Linked DNA regions of Ovis canadensis: region 1 is linked to region 2. A link is a contact called in public Hi-C data. All regions are on one chromosome and are shown on one strand. Each heading gives the region's core, a stretch centred on a gene start, on an enhancer-like site or on the middle of the called end of the contact. The rest is flanking DNA. Distances are from core to core; before and after follow the strand shown. Region 1 holds the start of HES1 (hes family bHLH transcription factor 1). Region 2 has its middle 75 kb from the start of CPN2.

Region 1 (6,329 bases), core at 1,285-3,784, 110 kb after region 2:
AAGATATTTTAAGAGCATTTTCAAACATCTTTGGCATCACATAAAAAAGAAATCTCGTGTAAAAAACGAAATGTCATCTGAACTTTTATCATACAAAGGCGCAATCCAATATGAACATATAAAATATATACAAATATAGTGCATGGTCAGTCACTTAATACAGCTCTCTACAAAAAAGTAACTTTAGAAATTAAAAAAAAAAAAGTAACCACTTAATCTCAAAAGTCCTCCCTTCTCTCTCATGGTCCAAGTTCCTGTTTATCGTCCGGAGGGAAGAGAGATGGTTTGGGGAATTTAGGGGGAGGGATGGCCTGAGCCCCTCAGTTCCGCCACGGTCTCCACATGGAGTCTGCCGTGAGAGAGGGGCCGCTGGAAGGTGACACTGCGTTGGGGCCCACCGAGGTCCCGCTGTTGCTGGTGTAGACTGGGATGACTGGGCCGCTGTGAGCGAAGGCCCCATTAGGGATGAGGAACGCAAACTGGCCGTCTGGAGCCGGCACCACCTGGAAGCCGCCGAACACCTTAGCCGCCTCTCCAGCAGGGCTGCCCAGCTTGCAGGGCGCGCCGCCGGGAGGGGGCGCCGCACCCCCGGGGATCGGCACGAGCGGCGGCGGCGGCGCGAACGGCGCGTGCTGCGGGCCGCCAGGTCCTGGCGGGGGCGGCGGCGGCGCCTGCAAGGCGGGGTGCGGCTGCCCTGGGTAGGTCATGGCGTTGATCTGGGTCATGCAGTTGGCCAGGTGGCCGAGGAGTCGGGTGCGCACCTCGGTGTTAACGCCCTCACACGTGGACAGGAAGCGGGTCACCTCGTTCATGCACTCGCTGAAGCCGGCGCGGTACTTCCCCAGCACGCTCGGGTCTGTGCTTAGCGCGGCTGCGGGCCAGAAGGAGACGGATGGGTCACCGAAAGGCCCTGGCCCCGAAGCCATCGCCTCCGCCCTGGGAGGTCCTCGCGGCGCGCCTCCCTGACCACCCGCCCGCGGAACTGCCTCTGGGTAGCCGGCTGGGTTTAGAAAAACCCTCCACCTAGCCACACTAGCTTGGCGACAGACCCCGAGACGCTCCCTCTCCATTCCCTGTCGCTTCATTTAACCCGATCTGAAGCCTCAAATTTGCCTCCTCCCCACCCCCGCGCGATGTGACCTTGGATAGTGCCCTTCCCCCTCTTCTGCACCATCCGAGCCTTATTTCCCCTTATGTAGCGGGCGAGGAGGGCGTGCTAAACTAGATGACCCCAAGCTCCACGCAGCTTAAAAACCACCACGGTTCTAAATCCTTTCACCCCCCCCCCCCCCAATCCGCTTCCCCCACTGCCAAGCCGCCCGCCGCCCGCCGCCCTCGCCACTACAACCTCTCTCCCTCCCTTTCCGGAACAGTAACAACTTGGAGTTGTGGCTATAAATAAGCCCCAGACCGTGGGAACGCAAGAGTGAGCCAAGGCAGTAAAATGTAGCTGAATGCCTCTCACAACCACGGGCGGAAGTCTGGAAGAAATCACCGCGGGGCGAGAGAGACGCCGGCAGAGGGGGACGCGGCGAGCCGCTCTCACCCGTCATCTGTGCCCGCTGCAGGTTCCGGAGGTGTTTCACTGTCATTTCCAGAATGTCCGCCTTCTCCAGCTTGGAATGCCGCGAACTCTGCACAGAAGAGGAGGCAAAGGAGGAAAGTGAGAGCCTCGCCAGAGGTTTCGGAATGGTGGGGGTCCGTCCCTCCCCCTGGCCACGGCGGCGACAGCCCTAGACCTCGGCTAGAGGGGCCCAGCTCTCCCGCCTCTGAGAATGCAGTGCAGGCAGGGAAGACCCCGCAGGCAAGGGGATTTCATTCTTAATACCTGGGAGAGAGAGAAAAAAAGAATTACCCACTTACATCTTTTTTAAGAGCATCCAAAATCAGTGTTTTTAGCTGGCTCAGACTTTCATTTATTCTTGCTCTTCGTCTTTTCTCCATGATAGGCTTTGATGACTGTAAAGAAAATTTTTAAAAAAGAGCGCTTGAGTTCCCATGGGACCTGCCATTTCTCCCCGCGATTTTAAGGGAGAAAAGAGCCCCAACCCCGACTTAATTTCTTGGGGGTGCAGGGAAATACAGGTACTGCCCTTACCTTTCTGTGCTCAGATGCTGTCTTTGGTTTATCCGGTGTCGTGTTGACACTGGCTGGGGTAGCAGCCACCGGGGACGAGGAGTTTTTCTCCATTATATCAGCTGGCATTTTCTTTTTCTTTTTTTAATCCCTAGAGAATTTTATTTTTGGAGTTCTTCACACACAAAAAAATTGTCTTGCTTATGTCCCTTTTACTTTATACTTTCTCAAAACTACTGAGCAAGTGCTGAGGGTTTATTATAATATCTTATGGCTACTTGGTGATCGGTAGCGCAATTCCAGGACCAAGGAGAGAGGTAGACGGGGGATTCCGCTGTTATCAGCACCAGCTCCGGATCCTGTGTGATCCCCAGGCCCTGGCGGCCTCTATATATATCTGGGACTGCACGCGAACGGCTCGTGTGAAACTTCCCAAACTTTCTTTCCCACAGTAACTTTCAGCCAATGGGAGGAGGAGACACGCGGCACCGCTCGTGGACCGCGCCCCCCCATTGGCCGCCAGGCACAAGGCCTGGCGGCCAATGGCGCGCGCCTGAGCCCGGGGCACCAGAGGCTACAACGTCAATCAAAAGGATTTTAACCCTTTGCTACTCTCCCTGCTGGCCTTTGCTTTAGAAAGGATTTTTCCGCATTGGGTTTGCTCTAGTTTATTTCTCTTGGGGCTTCGGCCTTTGCTCTTTATTTCCTTTCATATGTAATAGAGCTGCTTTGCCAGTAATAAGTTCATTTGAAATATATATTTTTAAAGGTTTAGAAGGACAGGGATTAAAGGTTATAAATGCAGTGGTTAGAACGGGGGAATGTAAGGGTGTGAGTTACGAAAAGATCTAAGTGATTTCCCTCTCAGACTCCGCACGTTCGGGGGAGGAGGGGGGTGAAAGTTGACCGTGCAAAAAAGGGCAAAAAAATTTTCCTTTTGCATGCAGAAAAGGAAAATGTGCCTCCATCTTATATTTGCAGGTTTTTCAGAGCAAGGTGGTTTTCGATCTCCGCACCCCTCCCCCGATCCGTCCCTCATTTTTCCTCTGGAGTTGGGGGCCTCGGACCCCGCGCTTCCCCAGGAAACAATCAGAATAATTTCCAACTGAGCAGAAAGGAAATGGAATTTCAAATGAAAGGTTAACAAGGGGGACTTTGATGGCAATGCCTCAAGGACGCACGCACGTCCTTGCCAACTTTTCCCTTTCCATCCGCCCCCTCTCGGTTCTGCAGCGCGCCGAGGCGGCCTGCCGAGCGGCAGCCTCTCCCTCCTTCCCGCCCCGCGGGCGGCCAGGGCAGCCTCGGCACCCGGCGCGCGCGGGCCCTTTAAGAGCTACACCAGCCGAGCTGCAGTTTGACATCAGCCGGCCGGCGAGGGCGCGCCTGGAGCCGGAGCACGTGCCAGGATGTTTTATTGCCGCCGCGACTGCGGCCGGGCAGGGAGGATGTGTGTGTGTGCGTGCGTGTGTGAGTGTGTGCGCGCGCCCCGGGGGCAGGGAGGCGGGGGGCGGCGGCGGGCGGCGGAGCGCGGGGGCTGGTTCCTGGTCCCCGGGAGAAGCCAAGAAGGTAAATAGCAGCTGCTGTGCTCGAGCCTGGGAAAACCCCGCCCCCTGCGCCTGGCCTGGGCTCATTGGCGCGCGCTGCGTGTGGGGTGTGTGTGTGTGTCCCTGGGCCCCCCCCTCTCCTCCGGCCCCCGCCGGGCCTGGAATCCGAGGGGGCGGCGGGCTGGGAGCCTAGCCCAGGCGCTGACCAACCGCCCCCACCCCAACTACCCCCGGGCCAAGGTCAGCCCTTCCGGGCGGGGAGCGCACGCCCTGGGGTGGAGAGTGGGGAATTATTCCAACCCCCCCCTCCACCCCTGATTTCGGGCTTGAGGTTTTAACTCCGCCGAAAGCCTCACTTGCAACAGCCCGGGGGAGGGGTGGGGACCTTCTTGTTTGCTCCCTGCCCTGGCCCTCCCTCCCCCCGCGGGGCCCCCGGCGCCCGCCGTGGTCACGAGATGCCTGACCGCACTTAGGAAGCGGCCGGGTCAGCCTCCTGCCTCCGCTCGGCGGCTGCGGTTAAAGCGGCTTCGCGCCGCCCGCCTTCTCTCCGAGTCCAGGGAGGCCGGGCAGCTCCCCCTCGCTGCACCCGGGAGGCCGCCGGCGGGCGGCCGGGAAGAGGCGGGCGGCGCGGGCGGCTGCGTGCTGCCGGCTGGCCGGGCCGCGCGCCGGGAGGAGCCGCCGCCGCCGCCGCCGCCGGGTGCCACGTGGCGGGCGCCGGGCCGGGAGCGCCAGGGCTCTGGCGGCGGCCTCCCTGGGGGATTTGCCGCGCAGGGCGGGCGACGCGCACTGTCCCGGCCGGCCGCCGTCGCCCCCGCCGCCTCCCTCCCGCTCGCCCGCCTGCCCGGGTCGCCAGCCCCCGCGCCCCCACCCCTTCCGCCCTTCCCGCCGCCCAGGAGCTCGGGGAGCTGCTCGGGCGGCTTGGGGCAGCCCAGGAGCCGAGAGCGCATCTTGTTTGATGTCGGCCCCCACCCCACCCCACCCCCTCCCAGTCCTCCAGGCTTAGAGGCCGCCGGAGGCCTGGCACACATTTCTCAGTCACTTCATTCCTTCCTTCCTCTGAGCTCCCCACTGAGATAATGTTGTAAATGATTTCACCAGATCTGGTCCCGGATGAGATTCAGCGGTTCCTGGCTCTGGGTGACCTTGGGCAAGCCCCTCTCTTCCTTTCATTACAGGACGCATGCTCTGTGCCAGACACAGTGTTAAACCCTGGGATTACCACGAGAGATACAGTGGCAGCCTGCAAGGAACTGATGGTCAACTCTGGAGGCAAGCAGAATGATTTTCTGATTGATGACGGAAGCATTCCTCTATTACTATTCTTTTCTCTTAGAGCTTGGGTGATGGCCCAAGAGAACAGGAGAACCTCAAAGAAACGCTGAACCACTTCTGTATGGGCAACACTATTGCTTGTCTATATGGGGGAGAGGGACAGGGATGAATATAATATTAATAGTTCTTGTCCACAGGAAGCCTAGGGCAGAGAGATACTGTACTTTTACGTGCAGCTGACATCTGCCTATTTTCCCATATACTCCTTTGGTAGATCCTAGGCTCAAGAGAGACAGTTATGGGTCTAGATAAAGGAAAATGCTGTGAAGGTCTAGGATAATTGATTGACTCATAAATTGGGGTATCCTGAAAAACTTCCTGGAGGAGGTGGGCCTGTGCTTTGTATATTGAAAAATAGGTAGGATTGGGGCACTGGAGATGTGGTGAGTCATGGGGCTGGAAAGGATGACAGTACCTATGGCATCAACAGCCTAGGCTTTGAAACTTGAGGTCTTTACTCAAGGAACACGGTCTGGAGCCCAGGCTGTGTGACAGGCAAGAGTGTAAGAAGCCACTGGAGGAGGAGGCTTGAGTCTGTTAAACATCTTGCTAAAGACTTTATACAATGGAGAGCTGTGAAATGCTCTTGAGCAGAAAAGGGACATCAAAGTTCTCCTTTAGGAAGATGGTTCTGGCAAAAGAATGGAGAGTGGTTTGCAAAGTTTGAAGGCAGAGGGCCCAGTTAGGAGGTTCAAGGCAGTAAAGGAGGTAAGTTCCTAGGTAACAAGTGTAGACTGACACCTGGAAGCACCTGCCTAGAACCAGCTCACCTGGGCGTTGACTGCACGTTGTCCAGTGATCCAAGTTTTGCAGAAACCTGCTACCCTTTGCTGCATTGTTCCCCCACAACCTGGAATCTAACCAAGAAATCGTTGTGACTGGGACCTTATTTACCTTCCAAGCCTCATTTTCATCTTCCAGAATAGCCCTCAAGTCTGCAGCCAAATCTGTACCTCATTGCAGGCTGAGTTTACTTACTCTCGCCCCTTGGGTTCCTCTCTGGGATTTGTGTTTGTGTGTGTGTGTTCTTAACACACTGCAGAGTGGGCTGTGTCCCATCACATTCTGAAGAAATGATGAACAATGCCTCTTTTGTTGACCTGCAACCTGGGCCAGTGGGGTAGGGCTTTTCTTTCTTATTTTAAGCAGATGGAAAAGTGGTGATGACAGAGAACTGTCTGTTGCTTTTGAAAAAGTGGAGTTTCCCTGTGTGTTTGACATCTTCTTGGTGAAAGGTGATGAGCCTGTGAAGTTACCTGGCTTTCTGCTATGCAAACTTTTCAAGCTTCTTAAAATGCTTCTGCTCAGCATCTGACTTTTTAAAAACTGCATAAATACTCTGACCCAGATTCTTCCAAGGAAAGAAAATCTTCCTT
Region 2 (6,803 bases), core at 3,447-5,946:
ATCAACAGTGAGCCGCCCCCGCTACTGGAACCCAGGGAGGAGAACAGGCTCCCAGACCTGAGAGACCTTCCTTGTGGGTTGGGGACCTTGGGCTAACCTCTCCAGCTCTGCTCTGCGGGCGAGGCGTCAGTGGGAGTTGAGTCTCCAATCCAGACCTCTGGGACCTTCCCTGGGAACCGGGGATTTCGAGGGCTGGATGCAGCTGCATTCAGAGCAGCGGGCCAGACTCTGGAGAACTCAGAGGAAGGACTTTGTTTTCAGGGAAGGAGACAGGGCAGGGGTCGACCCCCTACCCTTCTTGATGAGTGAGTGGCCCCTCTCCAGCCTGTCTCTGCCAGGGCGGGGGCAAGGGGACGAGGGCACTGGAATGACTTCCTGCCACACCCACCTCTCAGTCTTTGAGTGGTGGGCTTACCACAGCTTGTGGTTGGTCATCCAGAGGAGACTTTCTGTGCCCTAGATCTGACCGCAGTGAGCAGAGAGCGTTTTTCTGCTGGGAACAGTAGGGTAGGCCTACTGATGGAAGGGAGGGCTAACTCTGAGATGTGCGAGTTTAAAAACACAGGATGATCTTGCAGGGAAGTGGGGGTAGGAGTTGGGGGTTTAATTACATTACCTCTAGACATGGAAGTTCTTATGACTGAGGAACAAGGAAAAGAACACTCTATTTTCAAGATGGTGCGATGTTTGTGTGAGGGATGGGAGTGGAGAGGGGTGGGTAGTGGGCAAGGAGGTGGCCATGTCTCCCTCCTTGAGGCTTCTGCACTGACCAAGGCCCATGAAAGGGAGAACGAAAAGACCTGACTTCTAATCCCAGCTCTGCCAAAGACTGCCTGAGCCTGACTCAATGTTCTTATCTGTGAAATGGGTTGTTAAAAATGTGTCACCTGAAAAATCACCAAGTGGTGGCAATTGGATGTGAAGCTTTTGTTGCCGTCATTGGATAGACCTGGTGAAGGAGCCCCACTTTTTGGGACAGGGATGGGGAGGGGGAGGGGCAGTTGAATGGGCTCTCACACCATTCCTTCCCCACTAGGAGGAGCACTTGGCACTTCCAGAGGATGGATTGTGTGTGTGGCTGGATGAGGGGGTGGAGGGGAGCAGAGTCTGCCCTGCTCCCCACTCCTCCTGCCCCCACCATCGCTGCAGGCTTCCCTTAGGGCAAACGTCCATCAGAGCAGGACCTTCCGCCTCCCTCTGCCCGCTCCCCACCCTGCCCTGGCGTTGGCAGGGTTTCAGATACCCAGGGCGGTGGGGGTGGGGGGGAGAGGGGGAGGCCTGGCCGCCAGGAAGGGTGGGGCTGCCAGGCAGGCACCACCCAGCTGCAGTGTGACCCCGCCAGTCCCGGAAACTCTCCAAACCCTGGACCTCAACGGACGTCCGGCAACTCAGAGGGGAGGCAGCAGGGCCTGCCAGGACGGAGGGCCTGTAGGATGCCTCTGAGGTCCCGTTGAGAAAGGAAGAACTGTGTTTTATCCTATTCTGGAGTCAGAAGGCTGTGTGATGTCCTCCCAGTGTTAACAGAAGTAGCTGGGCGGCCTTCAGAAATGCTTTTCATCCCCAGATGCTGCCATTGGGCGGTGCACATATCCTGGATTTATTAATTTTTAAAAAGTTGCCACTTGTTGAAGAGTGTTTATCATGTGCTGGGCACTTGCTCAGCTTGTTCCCTACACGGATCCTTCACCAGCTCAGGGAGACACAATGACATTATCGCTGAAGCTCAAGGGCAAGGGTTACTTGCTCAAGGTCACAGAAATACTAATTACTGGAGTCTGGATTCAAAACCAGGTAGGTCTGGCTGATTCCAGACCCCAGCTTCTTAATTTTCCTAGAAGGCAGGAACTGTAGTTCACACACCCTTGCGGAACACCTAGTACCTGACAGGTACCCAATAAAGATGCATTTAATAGAGCCTGATACATTTTAGGCGGTCTGATTCTCTCCATTATAGTCTGATGAAATGACAGACTGAGCAAAAGTACCTATCTCAGCGACAAGCATACAATTGGTCCACATACATCGAAAGGTGAGACCCAGCTTTGCTCCTTTCTACATGCGATATCTGTGCTCATGAATAATATTTTCAGAGAACACAGCTTCCCCTTGGGTCTCTGCCCAGGCAAGGCTATTAAAAGTCCCCATCAGACCTCGCCTTAGCGAATGAAGGGCTTTGGGAGTGGGGTGGGGGAAGGTAAAGAAAGAGGCTGTGACTCTCTTCTCTTGGAGTCTGGGGGTGGGGAGGAAAGACACCTGCTTTCTTTGCTGACCCCGCTGAGGGAGCCCTTCTGTCTGTCTGGATGGAAGTAACCTGGAGGCTTCTGGACCTAGAAGCTTGGCTTGCTCAGAGCTCTGAGAGGCTCTGGGTCTCGCTGTCTGACCCAGGTGTGTGAGATGTGATGGTTGTGTCCCGCAGTGAAGGATGCTGGGTGAGTCGGGTCTTGTGAAAGAGGAAGGGGCCTGTGGTGGGACAGGTAGTATGACTCCAGGTCCTCTAGTCCCCCCAAGGTGCACTTGGCCCGCTTCCTCATTCCCTGCCTCCTGGCCTGTCTGTCTTCAACTCTCCTTGAAGTGGTCAGGATAGAACTGTTCCATACTTCCAACAGTTCAAGCCTCTCCAGCTGGGTCTTATCCAGTCCACATTGACGTGGAATCAGAGTCCAGGCAGAAAACATAACCTATTCCAGAAACCTCAGCCAAGGGAAACCAGTTATAAAGGCATCGGAAGAGATGAAAGGGCAGATGTGGGTGAAAGCTGGCCTCGAGAGTAGCAGCCACGGGAAAGAAGCGACACCATGCCTGCTGGAAGTCTGGAGCAGAGGGAGTGTTTCCAGAACCCAGGGAGAGCTGGAATCCTGGCGGAGGCTCCCTGGCAGAAATGGGGACCCCCGAGGTGATCTGCCAGATAGAGGGAGAGGGTGTGGGGAGAAAGCTCTGGTTTTTACCCTCCTCTTCCTCGTAGTCTCCTGATTGGTTGGGACTTGAGCAAATGTAGCCTGCAGGGGTCAGTCCCCCGTGAGAGAGGGCAGAGGAAGTGCGGAGGGGAGGGCAGATGGGCAAATGACCTCCCTACCTCCAGCTTGTCAGACCTTTGGAAAAGAACACATCTTTCCAAGCAGTAATCAGGAGCGTCAGCCCTGGAGAGTAAACTTGCCTCTGGAAATGGTCCCAGATCCAGTGATGGTTACTGCAGTTAGTGGTGATGCCCAAGTGTTATCCCTGCTGGGAGCGAGCTGGGGAAAAGGAGGATATGTGTGTGTGTGTGTGTGTGTGTGTGGTAGATCTGTCTCCTTACCTTTTTCAAAGGATAGGAGCACCTCTGGTGCTTTTAATAGAGCACCAGTTTTCACGTTAGGTCATAATAGCAGTTTCTGGGGCAGAAAGCTCCACGGCAGGCCGTGAGACAAATCAATATGCCTATTAGGAAAAGGCACTGGCCTCAGGAACAGGATACCTAAGGCTCAGTCTCAGCTCAGACAAGTCACTTACCATCTTCGAACCTCAGGCTCTGTGTCTTTCAGATGGGGACTGTACATTTTACAGGGTTCTGCAGAAATGCAGGACATCATGTATGTGTGGGGGTTTGTAGACTACAGTGGGCTTGGGTAGAAAAGCCTGTGCCTGGGACACATACCAACACAGGAGAGTCTGCTTGTGGACTTGGTGAGTCCCCGTGGAGTGGGCGCCTAAAACCCTCGTTTTATCATCGCAGAGTCAAAAAGATCATTGGAGTCGGCTTGTCCAAGCTCTCTCCTGAAGGAGAGTCAGTTCTCCAAAGTTTTTGGAGATGATCCTTCCTACTTTTCCTCCTTCCTGCTTTCTCTCCTTCTCTCTTTCCATTTCTCTCCCCGCCCCTGCCCCCCACCTGCCTGTTTTTCTCATTCCCTCTTCCTTCCTCTCTTCCGCAAATATTGGGAGCACTTACTCCCTGGCAGGCAGTGTGCTGGATGCTGAATCCTGCAGCAGGAATGGAGACAGAAGTGCTCATGGATCTTACGGTCAAGCATTTGAAAGTCTGCAAACAGTGTCTGTTGAATACCTCTAGTCACAGCATACAGGATGCTCACTACCTTAGAAGACAGTCTATTTTGTGGGTTCATTTCCCCTTATTTAAACCAAATTCTGCCTCCACGGAATGCTTGTTCTGATCTTTGAAACTAGACAGAATAAGTCTAACCCCATTTCCTATGTCACCGCCCTTAAAATGTGGGAAAATAAACATGGAATGCTCAGAAAATATTCGCACTCTCCAGTTTCCACTTGTAAAGGGGGAGCTGAGTCTCCGTGAAGTTAAATTCCTTAAGGGCATGAGGTCAGAGGCAGGGTGGGCTATCACCCGGGTGCTTGGGCCCGGTTCCCAGGCCACCTGGGGCAGAGGGAAGCTGTGTGGTGGAGACTCACGGAGGGACGCAAACGGAAGTGCGCAGGTGGCCAGGGAGGGGGGCGCACGTGAAGCAAGGGGGTCGGTCAGTGCGGAGGGTGCGGGGTGCTTGTGAGGCATGCTCTGGCTGGCTGCCTAGGACAAGCCTGAGCTCCAGCGTTTCTGAGCTGATTCACTGCTTCCTCTCGCCCCAAAGGAATCCCCTTTATAGCTCTCCAGGCCGGACCCCTGGGTCCCTGGGAATGCTGTCTGACAGCTGTGTGAGTGCAGCCGTGGCCCCTGCACCGGGTGCCAGCTGGGCGTGCTCTGGGAGCCGCCGCCTGGGATGTCAGAGGCGAGCTGCGGCAGCCGCCCTTCCGTCAGCAGGAAGCCCAGCCGCATACACTTGGACAGGAAGCCCCTGCGCTGGCCAGCTGAGTGAGCTCTGGTTTCTCCTGCGTCTGAGGCTTTGGCCCAGCACTGAGGGAGGCGAGCCAGGTGCTGCGGCTGGGCGGCACTGACAGCTCCGCGGGCTCCACCTCGGACTGGGGATATGGGTTCAAGGGTGTGAGCAGAAAAGCAACATGGAGGCTGGGCCAGAGGAGTTGCTTCCTGGAGGAAGGGTGAGGGAGTGGGAACACAGTGTCTAGCAGAGTTGGGCCAGCTGGCTGAGTATCTGCAAAGACTCTTTTGTGATGGTTCCAGACAGAACATGTTCCCTTGGGTTCAGACCTCCAGCATCAACTCACACCAGCTCCAACCTCCGGGCTGCCTCCACCTCCAAGAAAACACAGGATCATCTCTTGGGGTGGGATGTCCACACATTCCCAGCTTGAAAATGACTCCTCTCAGGGGAAAACTCTTTTGTAACATACCAAGCTGCATTCTGAGTGAATTAATAAAATATGGAGTGTGCTCAGCTGGGGACAAAAGCAATTTTACATTCAAGGCTGATAATTTTGCTTCTGAGCTACATGTGAGGATCTTCAAGGCAGCCTATGTGTGCATACAACCACCCCAAGGACCCCCAGAATTTGCAGAGAGTGCTTCAGTTTTTCACAAGTCATTCAGGGACTTTCCCCCGCCACATTTCACTTTCATGAATTGGAGAAGGAAATGGCAACCCACTCCAGTGTTCTTGCCTGGAGAATCCCAGGGATGACGGAGGAGCCTGGTGGGCTGCTGTCTATGGGGTCTCACAGAGACGGACATGACTGAAGCGACTTAGCAGGAGCAGCAGCAGGACAGTAAGAGATAACTGATATCTGAGGACCAAGAGGTAAGAAGATCGGCTCAAGGCCAGGCAGCTCAGCAATGGCAGGGTCAACTTCTGATGCTCTGGAAAGAGACCTAGATGATTGCTTTCCAGGGGCCTGAGCATCTGCTACTCTGCCCTGGACTGTGTGCCTTCAAGCACAGTCACACGGTGGGTTGAGTGGTGCTCCAGGCTGGAATCTGTTCCTGATAGCCCATGGCTTTGTCAAAACCTCCTCCTGGGTGAATTGTGTTTATGGCTTTAGTTGCTCTCCTTGGCATCTCCACAACTTTTAATTTGTGCCATTTTATTTAATTTTTAAAAAATATTTTTTGATGTGGGCCATTTTTAAAGTCTTTATTGAATTTGTTACAATATTACTTCTGTTTCATGTTTCTTTATTATTATTATTATTATTTTTGGTCATGAAGCATGTGGGATCTTAGTTCCCTGACCAGGAACTGAACCCTCGCCCCCTGCATTGGAAGGCAAAGTCTTAGCCACTGAATCACCAGGGAAGTCCCTGTGCCGTTTTAATAATCTAGATTACAACTATAGTTGATGCCTCTGTAATTCTGATTCTAGACCAGAGGTAGGCAATTTTTTTCTAAAAAGTGCTAGATAGTAAATACTTGAAGTTTGTGGTCCATTTGGTCTCTGTTGTAGCTGCTCAACTTCGCAGTTGTTGATGCAAAAGCAACATAGACATGTCAACAAATAGGGTGGCTATGTTCCAATAAAACTTTATTCACAAAAACAGGCAATGGGCTGGATTTGGTAGCTAAACTATAGTTGGCTGACCGCTGCTTTAGAACTCCTTGAAGACAAAGGCTCGTTTGTTCATATACAACCACAACCGCTCTCCCTACTCTCTGCACCCACATTGTGTTGACTATGTTTATATGTTTATACTTTGAACTTATGGGAAAACTGGTCAACCACTTGTAAAAGAATGAAACTAGATCACTTTCTAACACCCCACACAAAAATAAACTCAAAATGGATTAAAGATCTAAATGTAAGACCAGAAACTATAAAACTCCTTGAGGAGAACATAGGCAAAACACTCTCAGACATAAATCACAGCACGATCCCCTATGATCCACCTCCTAGAATTCTGGAAATAAAAGCAAAAATAAACAAATGGGATCGAATTAAAATTAAAAGCTTCTGCACAACAAAGGAAAA

What was found. A called contact is a pair of places that touch in the nucleus more often than the background predicts.
Region 1: a contact with region 2 is called in a Hi-C map of lung, with 2.7 times the contacts expected there. The contact joins the promoter of HES1 here to the enhancer-like site in region 2. A contact is called at or near these places in 2 of 2 Hi-C or Micro-C datasets (fibroblasts and lung).

The regions. Positions count from the first base shown.
Region 1 is chr1:196,589,262-196,595,590 of ARS-UI_OviCan_v2, forward strand. It overlaps HES1 (hes family bHLH transcription factor 1), which reads right to left and starts at 2,535. Exons shown (of 4, transcript XM_069579465.1): 1 at 2,099-2,535; 2 at 1,864-1,959; 3 at 1,547-1,634; 4 at 1-871. The coding sequence starts at 2,206. The coding sequence ends at 321.
Region 2 is chr1:196,476,300-196,483,102 of ARS-UI_OviCan_v2, forward strand. No RefSeq gene overlaps it. Among named protein-coding and RNA genes, the nearest start is that of CPN2, 75 kb to the left of the region's middle. Within about 2 kb of position 4,697, the one cell type or tissue checked has open chromatin away from gene starts, as enhancers often do. A contact at or near this core is called in fibroblasts, where this site is marked.